Linked DNA regions of Mus musculus: region 1 is linked to region 2. Evidence: chromatin contacts called from public promoter capture Hi-C data. All regions are on one chromosome and are shown on one strand. The core of a region is the stretch at or near the end of the contact, and the rest is flanking DNA. Distances in the headings are between cores, read along the strand shown.

What was found. Capture Hi-C pulls out chosen DNA fragments and counts their contacts.
Region 1: a contact with region 2 is called in a promoter capture Hi-C map of adipose tissue. The contact joins the promoter of Elovl2 here to the promoter of Gcm2 in region 2. A contact is called at or near these places in 13 of 39 promoter capture datasets (the 3T3-L1 cell line, 3T3-L1-derived adipocytes, HPC-7-derived erythroid cells and 8 more), 16 of 484 Hi-C or Micro-C datasets (8-cell embryo, B cells, the CH12 cell line and 12 more), 14 of 115 datasets of contacts at active chromatin or transcription factors (bone marrow-derived macrophages, craniofacial prominence, embryonic basal ganglia and 6 more) and 3 of 9 other capture datasets (adipose tissue, liver and macrophages).

What each region holds. Positions count from the first base shown.
Region 1 is chr13:41,219,067-41,221,766 of GRCm38.p6, forward strand. It overlaps Elovl2 (elongation of very long chain fatty acids (FEN1/Elo2, SUR4/Elo3, yeast)-like 2), which reads right to left and starts at 1,337. Exons shown (of 8, transcript NM_019423.2): 1 at 1,289-1,337. The coding sequence starts at 1,291.
Region 2 is chr13:41,108,687-41,111,386 of GRCm38.p6, forward strand. It overlaps Gcm2 (glial cells missing homolog 2), which reads right to left and starts at 1,302. Exons shown (of 5, transcript NM_008104.2): 1 at 1,179-1,302. The coding sequence starts at 1,268.

The DNA.
Region 1 (2,700 bases), core at 87-2,586, 110 kb after region 2:
CTGACCAACTTACTTAGAACCCAGCCCCCCCTACACCCCCACCCTTTCTGCCTCTCTGCCCCATTTCTCAAAAGTGATATCACTTGATTTGGTCACAGACTTGAAAATGCTTACTGAGCTTGCAGTGAGCTAGGATAAAGATTGTAAGGCTTGCCCTTGCCAGCTACAGGTTAATGTCCACTGACTTTCACTGAGTTGAAGTATTCTTGGAAGTTTTCCCTAACTAAAATCTCTGTCTACTATGGAAGAGAGAGAGAGAGAGAGAGAGAGAGAGAGAGAGAGAACCAGTTAGCACTAAAAATGCTCTGTCTACTCAGATGTCAGGATACTCAAGTGGCCGAGGAAGCATGAAGCAGCCACCAACATTCTGCTCAGTGTGTCCCTCCTGTCCAAGAGAAGAGTGTGTTTCTCCTCCCACACAGCACTTTAGATTCTGATCGCTCCTATTAAGTCGACAGTTCTTGTAGTGGTTCACTTCAAGGAGACTGCTACCTCCCACTTAGCATAGCATAAAGTACTTTCCTCTACTTTTTTTAAAAAAATAAATGATGTGTGCCAGGCACTGTAGACAAAGACTATTCACCAAAACTTGCATTTTGGTGAGGGAGACATTCAATACACACACACACACACACACACACACACACAAACCCAGATTATAGCATGCTTAAATAGAGAAAACAAAATGGGGGGGGGGCAGGCAATAGAAAAGGGGTGGGCTGGAATTTTAGTGCTAAGACAATATTCAACCAAGAAGAGATGGTGAGCCGAAAACAGTGTGGGAAGAGGGGGGACAATCTAGGGCTGCCCCGTGTCAGGTGGGACAAGGAAAGGGGCATGCCCTTCACATATTTAGCAAGCCCTTGCGAAAAGACAAAGACCAATGAAGACAAACGCGGATCTGAAGACAAACGCAGGATCTGCCGCTCTCTTTAACGGGGAGCTGCTCTTTTGAGACAGGGTGTCTCACCGTGGCCCAGGCTGGCCTCGAACTCACGGCAATCCTCCTGCCTCAGCTCCCTCAGGGCTGGGATCGCTGCCTGCCCAGGAACCGGCTGGCTCCCTGCGAGCTCAGCAGCACACAGTCTTCGCCTTTGTGCCCAGGCGCCGGGTTTCGCGGGGTCCCTCGGCGAGCGGCTCGTGGGGGGGAGAGCGTTGGGCCCCGGCTGCAGCGCCGACACGCCCCCGCGCCCGGTTACCCGCCGGCGCCCCGACCCTACGCCCGCACGCCCCGGCCCCAACGTCCGCCGCCATCCGGGACGAGGCGCGCGGCCCCCCACTCACTCACCATGGCCGCGCGGCCGCGATGCGCTGTCCAGGGTAGCCGCCTTCCTTCTGCGCCGCGCCACGCGCCGCCCGCGCTAGTCACTCGCCCCCGCCCCCTCGGGCGCGCGCCGCCCGCCTCCCCGCCCCCTCGGGCGCGCGCCGCGCCCTGCCCGCTCCGGGCCGTTTCCTCCGCCCCGCGCCGCTGGCCCTCGGAGGGGACCACGGAGTGGGAGGAGCCCCGGCGCCGGCCGCGAGGCCGTGGGCCCCCCAGAGGCCTGCGCGTCCCCGCTCCGCGCGCCCCCCCGCCGGCGCTGGCGCGGCGACCCCTGCCGGCCGGGCTGGGATTTGCAAGCACAGCTGGCGCCTTTTGCAGGAGTCTGGGCGCGCACGTCTATCACAGCATCAGGCTCCTGGAGAAGCCACCAGCAGCTCCTCCGCTACTCCTGGGGAGTGGCTGGGCGAGCGCGCCGGATGATTTAAATTGGGCACACGGGTTTGAGGGGATGACCAAGGGCTGGTCTGGTCTTGGGTTGGTGCACCTGTATAATCCCAGCACTTGAGAGCAGAGCCAGGAGGAATAGGAAAGAGTTCAAGATCAGCCTTGGCTTCTTAGGGAGTTCTGCACCAACCTGAGCTTCGTGAGACCCTGCTTCAAATAAGCAAACAAATAAGCAAACGATAACCATTCATTCTGGGTGCCACGGGGAGCAGATGAGCACCAATAGTCTGTCTAAACTGACTTTTTCAGAGTTTGCTTCCAGAGGGGCTGTCAGGGGCTCAGATGGCTTATTCAAATGCTTCGTTAATGGTGTACAGAACTAGATTCCAGGCCTTTGAGTGTCAAATGACTACTTTTCACATTGCCTTCAGAATGAGCGCGCATTTTTCTTAGATAGCTGATGCGGTAAACTTGAAATGCATACATAGGTGTTAGGTACCTCTGTGGACAAAGATAAGAATGATCTTTAAAAAAAAAAACTTGGAAATACAGATCTTCTCTCTTTCTTTGCATAGCTTCTAGTTCACACCCGGACAGTGTATCTGAATGAACTTAGAGAGGACTGGGAGCCAATAGGAGACAGTGCTAAACCACAAACCCCTGCAATCCAGAACCAGGACTCACTTTATCTCCATGGCAACCAGTACCCACCATCATCAAAACTGGGAAGAAAAGGCACTAGCTGATGTCCTTCCCCCCCCCCCCCCCGTAATTTTCATCTGAAGCATCTGTTCCTTGGACACCTTCTGTGATGGTTTGTCTTTCCTGTCAACAAGTTTTAGAATCACCTTAAGAGACCCACCCCTGGACATGTCTGTGAAGATGTTTCCAGAGAGTTTCAGATGAGGTGGAAAAGACAAACTCCAAATGTTGACAGAGCCATCTTACTGTGGACACAGCGAGATCAACTGCTTTCACAATCAATCCTGCTACCA
Region 2 (2,700 bases), core at 52-2,551:
CTCTCATCTCTGAGTATCATCTGGCATAGCACAGAGGCCATTAAATGCCACATTTCAAACCCTTGAAGCAGGACTTTACTGGAAGCCCACTCTGTAAATGCTAGGGAAACCAATCATCTCTAGCCGCTAAGTTCATTTGCACACATGAACACCACACCCCACACACACACACACACACACACACACACACACCACATACACCACACACATCATACTCACACACACTACATCCACCGCATACCACACACACACCACATTACACACATGTATACACACCACCCCCACCACCCCCACCCCCACACTACACACACCACACACACATACCACATACGCTACACATACCACACATACATACTACACACACACACTACACACACACTGTACACACACACTGTACACACACATACACACACTTTTCAGCCATTAGTCTTGATCTAAACACAAACTGCCTAGTTTATTTCTTGTACTTGGCTCTGATAATGAAAAAAAACAAAGTTTCCCCCAAAGGACAAGCATTCCACTGCTAGGGACGTGAGAGTGGAGCAAGGCGACTTCTGCATCCCGACTGTGGAATCTTCTCAGCAGGTGATGGAGTACTGTCAAGGAATCGCTCCAGTCTGGACATTTGTTTTAGATTCCAGTCACCTCTTAGTGCCTGGCTTGGTCATGTGAGAATTAGTGGTATTTACATTTCTCCAAAACTTTCTCTTGAACTTGGAATAATCGAGTAAAGAGTGAGGTTTCTCATTGTTTTGTTTTGACAGGAGGCTTTGTTAAGTAGCCCTGACTGGCCTTGAATTTGTACCAATCCCAAGGAGAGACAGAGAGAGAGAGAGAGAGAGAGAGACAGAGAGAGAGAGAGAGAGAGAGAGAGAGAGACTCACTCAGTTTCTCCCTTGGTTAAGAAAATGGAGAGTCTGGCTGACTACTTGGGAACATGTCTGTATTTCTGTTGCTTTTGTGTGTTTCAGAGAATCACATGTAAATCATTCTGAGAAGACACATCAATCTATTCTGCACTCTGTAGAGTCTAACTTCCCTACATATCCGAAGATGTGTGTGTGTGTGTGTGTGTGTGTGTGTGTATGTGTGTGTGTGGTCTTAGCATGAATTGGCTCGAAGTTTCCCCTTTGGCTGGACAGTGTCATATTTTACCCAAAGTGCAGTGTCTTCCTTACCTGAGGCATCTGTGGGTCATTGATGTCCCACGTGAGTTTCATCCCGTAGGAGAGCACAGCATCCTCGTCCTGCGTGCTGTCTGCTGGCATCTGGAGGGGCCTCTAGTTCTCTCTAGTCAGGGCCCTGAAAGAGAGATAAAGCTGAGGAGTGCGCAGGGTGACTCTTTTCCAAGTGAGAAGGAGGTAAGTGAAAGAGGAAGAGGAAGAGGAGGGAGGAGGGGGGAGGAAATAGGAGGGAGGGAGGAGACTGAGACAGAAAGAGACAGAAGGAGACAGAGACAGAGAGAGGCAGATATACACACAAAGAAACAGAGAGACAGATATGGAGGGATTCAGACAGTAAAACAGACAGACAGACAGACAGACAGAGACAGACACACACAACACACACACAGAGACAGAGAAGCACACACATACAGAGACAGAGAAGGACACAGAGAGAAAGACACACACACAAAGAGACACAGAGAGAGAGAGACAGAGAAGGAAACAGAGAAACACACACACACACACACACACAGAGAGAGAGAGAGAGAGAGGGAGAGAGAGAGAGAGAGAGCCTGCAGTGGGTGCCCTGTCATTGGCTGAGGTGCTGAAATGCATCCCTCTGAACAGAAGCACCTTTAAGCAGGTTTGTACAGAGACACTGGATCTCTCTGCCTCTGCTGGGCTACCTCTCCTACACCTGAAGCTCCAGCCTGGAATGCAGGGGAGAGTTTAAGCCGCTGAGCAAAGGGGAATTGAAGTTAAGCAGTAGGCAGTGGGGAGCAAAGAGGACTGTGTCATTTATGGGAAAACCAAACCCGATGGTCTGTCAGCCTCTCTGTTGAGGGCTTAGGTTGAGGCTCTGGAAGCAAAGGTTTCCAGCAGTCTCCTCGGAGCTAGTTCCAGTGCGAGGTGGGAAAATTGAAGGAGAATGAAGAGCCAGCAGCAGGCGCCTCCAGTCTAGGCACAGCTTCCTCAGTTCTCTGGGTTCCTGCAGTTTCTCTGTCCGAGTCCGTGCAGAGAGTAAGCCTAGCATTCCAGTAAGCTCTCAAGCGGACACATACTGTAGCCTGAGACAGACCTGACCCACCAGGAAAAGCCTTGGAAAGCAAATCTGAAGGTTGGGACCGGATGACCCTGGGATAGATGGAGAGAGAGAAAGAACTTAAAGTGTGGTTGGAGCTCTAGTCCAAAAGAATCGCCTCCCTCTTTATACCTCTCCTCTCCTCTCCTCTCCTCTCCTCTCCTCTTCTCTCCTCCCTTCTCTTCCATTCTTTTCTCCTCTCCTTTCCTCTCCTCTCCTTTCCTCTCCTCCCTTCTCCCCTCTCCTCTTCTCTCCTTTCCTCTTCCCTCCCCTCATATCTCTCCCTCTCCCTCTTCTTCTCCCTCTCCCCCATCTCTCTATGCATCCATAATTAAAGAAAAATAGACCAGGATTTTGTGATCTCTCATTTGCCACCCAGAAGAACACCCACGGCAAATGTAGAATGTACTGCTACGGTTGCTGCTATCCCTAGATTACTTTTGTCCTCAGAAA